Linked DNA regions of Gossypium hirsutum: region 1 is linked to region 2. A link is a contact called in public Hi-C data. All regions are on one chromosome and are shown on one strand. Each heading gives the region's core, a stretch centred on a gene start, on an enhancer-like site or on the middle of the called end of the contact. The rest is flanking DNA. Distances are from core to core; before and after follow the strand shown. Region 1 holds the start of LOC107949444 (guanylate kinase 2). Region 2 has its middle 19 kb from the start of LOC107950792.

What was found. A called contact is a pair of places that touch in the nucleus more often than the background predicts.
Region 1: a contact with region 2 is called in a Hi-C map of leaf, with 1.6 times the contacts expected there. The contact joins the promoter of LOC107949444 here to the enhancer-like site in region 2. A contact is called at or near these places in 3 of 34 Hi-C or Micro-C datasets (callus and leaf).

Annotation. Positions count from the first base shown.
Region 1 is chrD03:24,649,249-24,655,885 of Gossypium_hirsutum_v2.1, reverse strand. LOC107949444 (guanylate kinase 2) reads left to right here and starts at 2,881. Exons shown (of 11, transcript XM_016884097.2): 1 at 2,881-3,166; 2 at 3,636-3,670; 3 at 3,842-3,949; 4 at 4,075-4,151; 5 at 4,236-4,365; 6 at 4,499-4,861; 7 at 5,032-5,153; 8 at 5,234-5,369; 9 at 5,458-5,503; 10 at 5,577-5,682; 11 at 5,785-6,047. The coding sequence starts at 3,668. The coding sequence ends at 5,902.
Region 2 is chrD03:24,512,368-24,518,321 of Gossypium_hirsutum_v2.1, reverse strand. No RefSeq gene overlaps it. Among protein-coding and RNA genes, the nearest start is that of LOC107950792, 19 kb to the left of the region's middle. Within about 2 kb of position 4,236, at least 3 of the 9 cell types and tissues checked have an H3K27ac peak or open chromatin away from gene starts, as enhancers often do. A contact at or near this core is called in leaf, where this site is marked.

The sequences.
Region 1 (6,637 bases), core at 1,632-4,131, 140 kb before region 2:
CAAGATAGATCGGTACCATGCAAAGGACGCGATGAAGGCGTCGCTAGAATCGGTGGGGGAAAATGTCATGGGTTGCGCATGGGAGCCCGCAACCATGACACATTCGTGTGATCCATCAAGTGAGAAGGAGGTCATTTGGCCTGATTGAACTAACCCGTTGCTTAAAGATATTGAAGGCCCATCTACAAGCTTGACACATATGGAAACATGATCTTCGAGGATATGCAATCTTAGATATGATATGTAATCTTAGAAGATATGATTTTGTAATATTAGAGATTTGATTTGTAGATACCTTTTAATCTTAGCCGTTGATGTACTTGATCTGTACCGTTGGATTTGGGGAGGCTCTACTATAAATAAAGGTCTCTCCCCTCATTGTAAATCACTTGAGTTTTGAGAATAATAAGAATTCTTGAGAGTATTCACGCAAACTTCTCTCTCTTTTGTGTTCTTAACTTTCTGTGGCTTGTTCTTATTTCGTTCTTCGTTCATCTTTGTTTGGCTTTGAGTTTCTTTCATTTGTGTTGGTTTTGAGGAGGAGTTCTGTTGAATCCTCATTTTGTAAGAGTTAGGCTAACTTAGGCATTTTTGGGAGTGAGAAACTGCCTAAGGCTGCACGGATTGTGAGGAAAAATTCTAAGTCCGTGACATAAGCTCGTACATGTAATCCATTGTGCATCGGCTTCAAGATTCGGTTTCTTGGATCAAGAATTCCAAGATTTGAAATGTTGATTTTCTTAATTCTTGAAATCTCCCAAAACCGCATAATTGGACCAAGATTTGGTTTCTTGATTTTTATTTTCCCTCATATGTCCGTCTAAGGCCTTTTTAATAAAGTATTATATGATACTATTCAATCTTGCTTTGATTTGTTTGGTCTTTGTCTCGTTATTAGGCCTTGAGGTAGTGTAAGCCTAACACGCCCATGGGCTTAAATTTTAGCCTTAAGCCTCGCGTCATGAAATTTACTCATACTCACTTCCATTTGTAATATTCACTTATTCATACTTTAATGTCACTTACTACTTTGTCGCTTCACTAGTTTAATTACTTATTATTTAATTTGCTTATCACACATTAAATATTCACTCAAGATCACTTGTTTTCCAATTACGCTACACATTTGAGTATTATTCAATTTAACCCCTCTTTCTATTTCTTTATGTACACTTCAAGTTTATTTTCCACTATCACTTTTCATGTCTCATAATATTTGAGTTTTCTCTCTTTAATTCTTATAATTTCTAAATATTATTTTTCATTAATACTTTAAAACTAACATTGTTTTCAATTAAATTCTTATTCATTACACTTAATTTATACATACTTCAAATTAATCTTTTGGAAAATAAATAAAGTTCATATGAGTACTTACCTTTCTTTTGCTAGATTTCACTTTCTCTTCTCATTCTTTCACACTTTTGTCACTTATTTTCCTTTGTTTATAATATTTCTATCACTTTCTTTTCTTTCTCACTTGTCTTTTTAATCTTTTCACTTTCTTCTCAGCTTTCTCCACTTCCAACTCCAATTTCTTGCTTCCAATATGATAATCAAACTCTCTAGGATCTCTAATTCACTTTTTCTTTTTGGTGGCTATGAAAATTCTAATTAATTTTGGGTGAAAATAGTAGACTTTATAGAAAAGGACTAAATTGTAGAAAAAAATAGTTTCTCCCTTCTCCATTTCTCATACACGTTGGAAGCAAATGGAAAGTATGAAAAGCTTTCTCCATCTTTCTTCCTTCTATATTCACTTTAAATTATAAAATATTAATAAAATATTATTAACATTATAATTAAATAATATAAAATATCACCAACATCATCATTTTGATCTAAGGGCCCATATTTCCTACTTCATAATTAATTAAGTAAATCCAATGGCTAAAATTTCATCTACACTTTCAAGGGAATTTTAGTAATTTTTCCAAAATGATCTTTCTTACAAAATGACTATTTTGCCCTAAGTAAAATTTTATATTTTCATTTGTCTCCTTTCCACCTTTACGGTATTTTCACTTTTGGTCTATCTTTTTTATATTTATATTTTAACCCTATAAATTTTGAATATTTATACTTTAGCCCCAACATTTTTCACTCTTTGTGATTTAGTCCTTTCTTTAAATTAATATATCACGTCATACTTCTTGATTTAACTTCTTTTGACACTCATCAACCTTCTCTTTTATTGATTATATACCTCATTTCACTATACAAAGAAATTCATTATGCAGGATCTCAAATTAGTGTCACTTTTATAACATAGTGATTTTAATATCATTACACCATTAATGAATCATTGTAGGATAGAAGTGGTCGAGTAATTATTTGAGGACTTGGATTTTGGTCATGCTTGACCTTTTCGCTACTACGCTGTAGTTCGTCTTCCTCTTCACTCGAGAGAATTGAAGTTGCCATAACCTAGAGGCGAAACTAGAAATTAGTTTTGGAGGAGCTAAAATATAACTATGTATTTTTTTAGAGCTAAATGTAATTTCATTATTGTATTAACTTATATTTTTATAATTTTTAATAAATTAAATTAAAATTTTATCACTTTTTAGACCAAAATTGAATTCCATAACCCCTTTATTTGGTAAGATAGTTATCTTAACCTATGACCGCTCTAAGCCAAAATCTTCTAATTTTTTTTTTGTTCTTTTCCTTTTTTTTTTAAATAAATAAATAAATTTCCCCTAGAAAAGAGCCATTAAAAGAACAGCACAAATTAAATAATAATTTCAAAAAAAGAAAGAAAGAAAACTTACTACTCCTAGTATTAAACAAATTGTTTTTTTATTTTTGGAAAAAAAAAGTGAAGCTTCCCAACAGCCTCGTATGAAAATGAGAGCCGGGCCAACGGGGTCTTCTTGTTTTCGTTAATTGAATGCAACCGAAAAAGAAAAGGCCTACCTCTCTTTCTTTCTCTTCACCAATATAAAAAGAGTGATTGGATTTCAGCTTTCCTTGCAATTCTTCTCCTTTCCGAATCCCATGTTTTGATCTGATTTAACTCCCAATACTTGGCCAAACGAATATCGCAAAGCTGAAAAATATCCATTTTTCTTCCTATTCTCTTTTTTTAATAATACTATCCCTTTTGGGAAATATCCTCCGCCTAGCCAATATAAACTTGTTTTGTTTTCTTCTCTTATCAAAGGTATGAATTTGGTGTTTAACCAATCTGTTTCGTTCTTTTCGAGCCTTTTTTCGCCTATATTTATTTTTTAACCATGTTATTGCATCTGGCTTTTTTTTTTTTAAAGTTTATTCTCTCTATCTTTCGTTTTTGAGACCTGGGTTGTTTGAAATTCGACGTAAAAACCAACTGAAACATTATTATTTTAGCTTGTATCTCTGATTTCTGGTTGTTTTTTCCTGTCTGTTTATACTTTTATGTTTTGCATTGTAATGCTAGATTGGAATCTGGGTTTTGGTTTCAGAAATCTAATTAGTTGTTATACCTCTAAAAAATGGTTCCCTTTTACCTTCGATTTTGGTTTCTTGTTTGACATGTAAATTGTATTGATTCAATGCCATCCATGATTCCTTCTTTTATTGTTTGATAGATCCAAAAAAATACGAGTTCCTTTTATTTGATCTCTTATCTCTCCATGTGTATTGATCAGGGGGAATCTTATTTTGGAGGCATTGGTTCTCCATGGTGAGCCTATCATCTTTTTATATATAGATATTTTCGGGTGAAAATTGGTTTTCATTTTTATTTACTCAGGAAAAGAAAGGGGTACTAGCAGGCTATTGAGTTTTATGGTTTAGCAAAGGTGGAAAAAGTGGCTTAATTGTGATTTGATTTATTTTGGTTATTGGTCATCAGGGAGAAGCCCCAGCATTCTTTGTTGATAATCTACAAAATGGATTTTCAAACGGATTTGGCTTAAAATCCAAAGGCTTTGAGACCTTCACCGACGTTGGTGACAAAACAGTATGATACTTTAATGCCTAATTTGGTGTTCTTTTATCATAAAGTGCTTCTCTTTGTTGTCTATTACGTGAGGTGTTCAATCACCTTTATCTGATTGAAGATTTGTGTGGATTTTCTACTGGCAGTTTGTAATTGGTGGGGCAAACAGTGATTCCACATCATCTGTTGGAATTCAGATTTATGACAAATCTACTGGGAAATGGTCAGTTTGTAGCTAACACAAATTTCTTCCTCTTTGGTTTCAGTTTTAGAGTTACTAATTAATTGTTTATGGTAACATTTTCAGGGTGATTCCTACAGTCCTGGGAACAAAACCGAAGACATGTAAGGGCCATTCTGCCATTCTTTTAAATGAAGATCGTATAATGATTAGCATTCGGGGTTCCACCCCGGATGATTGCATTTGGTTTCTTGAGGTTGGTATTTTTGAAAACTTAAGATCCTTTGATGATATTTTCTGTACATTATAAAGTTCAGTGCTTGTGGTTGCATAAAAACTATCTGAACATTTTGATGGTAATAATTGTTTGATTTTTTCTATATCGGTAGGTGGACACCGAGTATGTTAAGGAACAAAAGAAAGATTTTGGGACTGAAGTTGTTGCCTGGAGTAAAGGTGTGACTGGCGAGGCGGAAAAGCCGGTTGTTATTAGTGGTCCATCTGGTGTTGGTAAGGGGACATTAATAAACATGCTTATGAAGGAATTCCCGTCTATGTTTGGGTTTTCTGTCAGCCATACAACTCGTGCACCAAGGGGCATGGAGAAGAATGGAGTTCATTACCATTTTACCGAGCGAAATGTAATGGAGAATGATATAAAACATGGGAAATTCCTCGAGTTTGCTTCTGTTCATGGGAATTTATATGGAACCAGTATTGAAGCAGTCGAGGCAGTAGCAGACTCTGGAAAGGTAAAACAGTCTTGCTTTTTACAATTCTATTGATACTGGATGGTGCCTAGTATTGATTTTGGATTTGAAGTTATATATGTTTATTGATGGAACTTTGTTGTAGGTCTAGCATTCTTTACATCAAAATTATCCATCTGCATTTTGAGGTGCTTTTATTTTTTATTTTATAGAGGTGCATTCTTGACATTGATGTTCAAGGAGCACGATCTGTGAGGGCAAGTTATCTTGATGCCGTTTTTATCTTTATCTGTCCGCCATCGATGAGGGAGCTTGAAGAACGGCTCCGTGCAAGGTGAATCTGAATTGTCTGTTTGATATTTATAATTACACTATTTTCCCATAGTATTTTAATAATTAGAATGTTGAAAATAGGGGGACTGAGACAGAGGACCAAATCCTAAAGCGCCTCCGGAATGCTGAGGCAGAAATTGAGCAAGGGGAATCCTCGGGCATCTTTGATTATATATTATATAATCATAATCTTGAGGAGTGTTATGAGAATCTTATGGTGATTTCTCTTTTCCCTTGGACAATATCATATGCATATTAAGTTCTTTTGAGAGAATCCATTGCTTTATGAATTTAATTTGTTATAGGAGCTCCTGGGGCTAGGTGGAAGTGCACCAATTAAACAGAAACCATGTAAGAAGGTTACCATTTCCTCTATTTCCTTTTTAGTGTAAATGGGAAGGAATTAATTTAAAATGTCATCCAGCATCGAAAGTGATTGATCCGCCTTCGAACCATTCAGTGTCAAAAATCAACAATAAGATGGTCATTAATTGTGAGACGAAAGAAGTGGGAAACGAGGCGAAGAACTTGTAAGTTTTATGGTTCTTTTTCCTTTCATTCATTCGTTTTCTAAATACCAGGTAATGATTTTGCTGGGTTGTGTTTGACTAAGAAGTGGTGGTTTTATGCAGGATCATACTGGATGTGTCGTCACTTAAAGGTGGGGCGCCTGGGCGGACAAGAGGACTAAATATCCACGCCATTGATTTATTTTCAGATGGCTTAAACGGGATCCGTGAACTGAGGTAACGATTACAACCCACGCAATGGGTACTAACATGGTTTTAAGCTTTTCTATTTAATTTTAAAAAGGTGAGGTATGATAAAGCTGTATTTTGTGTTGTAAGATTGGATTTTCGTTTTTCAATCAATTCTTTGCTTGCTTAAGAACCAACACGTAGTATTACTGTTCCCGCATGAGCATTTAGAGAATTCATCATTTGTTAAGGGTACTCAACTATGTTCTCTTTTGTTAAAAAAGGAAAGCAGGGGGTGACGGTTGACCTAACAAGGTTCCGCATACCATAACCAAACTGTTAGTTTTAGATTCCAAGTGAAATAGGGTTGAATCCAAAAATGAATAAATTTATGTAATTAATTGAACTGAAATAAATTAATAATGATGATTATAAAAATCTGATATATTAATCCAAGCATAAGACTTGAATAAGTCATAATATTATCAGCTTCGGTTATTATTTATTTATTGAAATTTAATTATAAAATATAAAAACAAATTACTTAATAATTTTGAACGACATAAATATTTTAACTTTTTTTTAGAAAAATATGGTAGTTTTGAGATTATATTGAAAAATATACTAGTTTTCCTCTAAAAAGAAGATCCTAAAGATAAAAACTCACCATATTTTTCAAATAATTTTCTAAATGATATTTAAATAAGAAAAAGTAAAAAACGAATAGTGCGGCACGGACTGAACAGCTCGAGCTCTAGAAAATAGGAATAGCCAATAAGGTTTGTAA
Region 2 (5,954 bases), core at 2,987-5,486:
ACAAGCTCACTCAAGAACACAATGTTCATAAATCAAATTGGCAAAAGTCCTTTTACAAAATGAAATAGCAAACTATATATAGCCTAGTTACCAGGATAGCCGAATGGACAAAACAAAGACTTAATTAGCTAAGGAAAAATCGGCTAGAAGGTGCTGGAACAATCTAGAAAATGTTCTTTAATTGGCTTAGACTATATTCAACTGATTGGAACTCCATTGGGCAGCTTCATGGCTAAGGAAATGAACTTGAAGGCTGGTGAATGTATGGAAGGCCAATGGCCTTGTCTAGGTTTGGCCATGGTGTTTTAAAGAGGCTGAATTGCTTGCCTTGTTCAGTTGAATAGTTTAGAGACTTAATGAGCTGCTGGAAGATTGTAAAAGTTATGCTCTTTGGCTAAAAAGGTGCTTGGGAAATAGCAATCAATAGCCTTTATCTTGAATGCACGTCCACATTAATGTCCTTCCTTTAATGCCATCCATGTTTTAGGTGAATGTAACACCCCTAACCCGTATCTATCGTCAGAATAAGGTTATAGAGCATTACCAGAGTTTACTAATTAATTTTCAGACTTTTCTTTTCATCAAGCATTCATATTTATAACCAATCAAAATCAAAACATTAATGACCTAACGTTAACCAATTTCACTTCTACATGCCATTATAACGAGAATCAAATCATTCAAAATTATCGATAGAACCAATGGTTAATGTGATATATCTCCAACAAGCTTCCAACTCAATCGAGGTTTCGATAATCATTTCAATGCATCAAATAATTATACATATTACCAATAATAATTCAATTCCAATAATAAAACACACACACATATATATATAATATTCATTACCAAATAGCATCCACTTCAATTAAAATTATACAGAATATAGTTCATACGAACTTACCAGGCTAAATTGCAGAAATACCAAAATTCAATGACATTTTGGAAATTTTCCATTTTTCTCAAATTTCCACCCAATCTTGATCTAAATTAATATTTAATTAAATTTACTAATTTAAATAATAGAACAATTTATTTATATAATTATCCATGCTAGCTGAATATTCATATATATATATTTTCCTCCTCCTCCTCTCCATTCCACATCCTTAATTTATATAATATTCTTATAAGTAAAATTATCTATGATTTTATCTTGAGCTAAAGAACTCCAAATTAGGGTCAGCTAATTTTCCCTGAAACTAAACTCACATATCTTCTTACCATAAAATTTTCAAAATTTTTGGTTTAGCCAATAAGTACAGTTTATTCCTTAAAGTCACCTCTATTCTGCTGTCTGACAATTCCGACCCTTCTTCACTAAAACTTAATTATCTCATTGTACAGAATTCAGATGATATCCTCGTTTGTTTCTATTGAAAACAAACTCTTTAAGGATTTTAAACATATAAATTATAACCCATAATTATTTTTTTATAATTTTTGATGATTTTCCAAAGTCAGAACAGGTGAACCCGAAATCATTCTGACCTTATCTCACAAAATCTATTATATCTCATGATTTACAATTCCATTACTTACATCGTTTCTTCTATGAGAAACTAGACTAAGTAAGATTTAATTCCATATTTTGTTCATCATCTAATTTCATTTCCACAATTTATAGTGATTTTTCAAAGTTAACCCACTGCTACTGTCCAAAACTGTTTTAGTGCAAAATGTTAATTACTAAGTTTATAACTTCCTTATTCCCTTTCTCTATAATATTTCCTATCACTTTCACTTATTTCTCTTCCCTCATATATCAAGAACATAAGAATTTATATAAGAAAACTCTACTATAACATCTTTTCCATGCTATTTCAATAATATCAAACTTAAAAATATATTGAAATCTCAATGTTCTTACCTTGTCCTATTAATTCAACCTTTAACTTGATTTTCTCTCACCTCCAGCTTCAATTTCTTGAATCCAACTTGATATTCTAGCTCCCCATAGTCTCCTTGTTATCTTTCTCTCTTTATGGCTATGGAAATTCTTTTGATTTCTAATTGAAAATGGTGAATTTTTTTGGTGGAAGGACCAAATTGTAAAGAAAGCAAAACTTTCTTTCTTCTCTTCTCTTCTAACGTGAATTGCATGGAAAAGATGGTGGGTTAGTTTCTTTTCATCTTTCTTTCCACTTATATATACTAAATAATAAAATAATAAAATATCATTTAAAAATCAAATTAAAATATTAATAAACTAAAATTTATTTATTTAATTAATCTAAAATATCTCCAACAACATCATTATCTTCTAAATGACCATTTTGCCCTTTATGATCTTTTAAAATTCTATCCTTGAGTCATTACTTAATTTTGTAAAATTAGGATTTAGTCCCTCATAATTCTTCACCTATTCAATTTGGTCCTAATTCATCCATTTTCCTTAGTTTCTAGATTATTCCAACCTTAAAATATTTGAACTATTGGTCCTTCAACTTTTTCTTATTTGCACTTTAATCCCTCAAATTTTGAGTATTTACCCTTGGGTAACAAAACTTCTCTCACTTTTGCGATTTAATCCTTTCTTGAATTAATATGTCATAATTTACTTCTTAATGCTGACATATCTCAAAATTACCTTTTTTTATCACTTTATTTCTTTATTTTACTATATCAGGAATATTATATTACTTTCTTACTGTAATAATTTTTGGGGTATTACAGTGAATTTTGACCGTATGGTCAATTGGGAGAAAAGAAGAGGCTGCCAAATTAATGTGAGCAGCAATGGTCATTATTTTCCAAGAAAAAGTCTCCTAAAGAAACTCAAAAAGACAGCTGGGCTCTTTAATTCGGCTCCTTGATATATGGCAACATTAATTGGTGCAAAACTCATCTAAATGTTGTTCATACATTCCCTCAATTGGGCGGCACATTAATGGCTGTTGTGTTGACTGGAACAATGGCACATAGAAAAGAGAAAAACAACAGCTGGGTTTTAATGCCATTCTTTGTCCATTGAGCTCCTCGAAAAAGAAACATGGGAAAGAGGAATCAACAACCCTTTAATGCCGTCCATTGCATGTAGCTAGCTGATTAGCTGGTGTGAACACCCTACAATCATAATTAAATTCGGCTTAGACACAATTTAGACTTTATTAAATTTGTCTAAACTTTGGACATAATTAAAACGTCTGAATCTAGGACACATTAAAAGGCTGTATTAATTAGAACAAATTTAATAGACTTAAGACATATTAATTTTCTGTACTAAATAAAATACGATTAATAAACCCAAGACACAATAAAGATGTTCAGATTAATGCATATTTAAACTCTACTTAATTTATGACACAAACTAAAAACTCAAACCATAATGACTAAGATAACTAATAATAATTAATGTTTTATTCCAGCAACCTAAAATGCATGAAATTAAAATAAAATAAAATGGAATCTAGCTCAATGAGCTAGCATCAAGCCGAACTGAGCTCCATTGAGCTGAGTCGAGCTTGCAAGGATGGCGAGCCTCGCTTTGTGAGCCGAAACACGGACATTCCTGACTTGGATCGTATCAAATCTCTCGTATTTAAAGTAAGTTATATTATTCTAGGTACTTTAATCTTTTTTTATATTTTTTTAAATAATTGAATAATTTGGATATGATAAGATATGAACCCATAACATTTAAGTTAATTAAATTTAAAATTTACCACTCAACTAAAACTTTATTTAAAATGTTTTGTACATTTTAATTTTATTATTCACACGTTATACTTCAACCAATTGTATATTTATATTATTATTTAAATTTTTAATTGAGTTGGTATTGCAAATTAAATAGGTATCAACTAAATTAAGAAAATTACAGAAATATCTTTCTGTATTTAAAATAAGTAATATTATTTTGTGATACTTTAATCTTTTATGTTTTATTAATAAATAAATAAATTATATATATTGAGATTTGAATTATATGTTTTATTATTATTTTTTTGTATATTATAGTTTTCACCCCGTTTAAGTGGAATAGAATTTTTAATAAATGTAAAATCTTTTATTTTTGCTAATTTGTGACTTCACATGTCCCACCACCGTCCACAGATCAAACAACATTTTAGGTGGGACCCATGGACCAGTAGTTTGTCACCGCGTGGCTGAGCCAATATCTTGGCCTTCCACGTTAACGGTCGAGACGCCGTTAGTCTGTCATGGCATTAGGTAGCAAGCGATGTGCGGTCCCCCACTTAGGCTGGACTCGAAATGGAAAGGGAACGGGAAAACAAGATAAACACAGATCTCCGTGACGGCCACCGTCAACACACACGTGTCCCCCAGGAAACAAGGAGTGAATTATAAGCCGTCTGGGAAGCGAATGCAAGGGTGCCATGTGGAGGGTGTGTAGAAACTTTGGGAAAGTAATGAGGACAGCTCATCCATGGTCGTGAAAGAGACGTCACTATTTTTCACTTCTGTTTCTTTCTTTTGTTTTTGTACGTTTGCTAAAGTACAAGAAGCCATGATCTATTTTATTTTAAGATCCCATTATTGATGATTAAGTTTAGTTCACTCCTTTTTCTCTTCTTTTTACTTCTTATTCCTTCATCAAAATACTATTTATGGCAAGGAAATCTCGAAGGACGTTAGCTTATTACCATATCAATTTGTAATCCACTATTACAAAGTACCCTTAGTAGTTAAATTGCATGGAATTCACTTAACTATTAAAATGTTTTTATTCTATTCATCTAATTATATAAAATTTTCAATTGTTATACCTTCAGTTTTTTGGAGACATTCTTCAGGCATTCACTTCTCAAAGTCACTCCTTAAATAACTTCTTATGGACAACCTTTTGAACGCACCCTCAGAACGACTCTTCAATTATACACTCATATGGGTCTCACTCAATAACCATCACTTATGATGCCAACTATCATGTCTCATTTGAAGCGGTAACAACCCGTTTTTTAGTGAAATCAGAATAGTAGTTTTAGAACCACAAATTTAATGAGTAAATATTTATTTTATTATTATTTTAGTGTTTGTGTATGTTAGTAAGGTCGTATGAAATTTTCGTTAAGAAATTTTGACGTTTGCATGCTTAATTAAGTGAAAAGGACTAAATTGTAAAAGGTGCAAAAGTAGAGTTTTAGTAGTTAAAGGTATCAAATAGCTATGAAACTTTAAAGTAAAAGGACTTAGATGGTAAATAGACCATTGAGATAGTTAGTGGACATCCATGGATTGGTTTTATTGAAATTAAGAATATTTTTAAAGGTTAAAAATGTAATTAAGTAAATAAGGTTAAAATAATAAAAACAAAAGAAAGATATGAGATATCATCTTCCTATCTTCATCTTCAACCGATTTTCAACAAGGGAGAATAGCTAGGGTTAGTCCATGGCATTTTTGCTTCCATGGTATGTGTTTTGATTCTGTTTTTTAATAAATTTTATGTTTTTAGGATCGTTGTAGCTTAATCTAGCTAGCCCAGGGACTAATTTGCAAAACTGTTAAAGGATTAAGGTTTTTTAATGAACATGTTTGTACGGTTTTTGAAGTTTAATGAAAGATTATGAGTCCTTATTGTTAAATAAACAAGTTTTATAAAGTGATTTTTTGATGAAAATGTCATTTAAGGACATATTAGTAAATGTAGTAAAATATCATGGTTAAATTGTGAAATGATGATTTAGGGTTCATAATAAATTCGGCTAGCATGATTTAGGGATGAAAATGCTTAGATTTCAATTTATGAGTTTAAGGACTAAATTGTAAAAAAGGTTAAAATGTTAGGGGAAAATTGTAATCATGTATAAATGTGGATTATGGATTGAATTGAATGTTTGAGATTGATTGAAACACTTAATTGAATATAAATATTTATTTAGATTAAGATAAATCTCAACCGGATCTAAACCGAGGAAAGGTGAAAATCACAGATCAGCTCGATCGTACTTTTACGCTTTAGTTGTTAATGTAAGTTCATAGTATTTCTA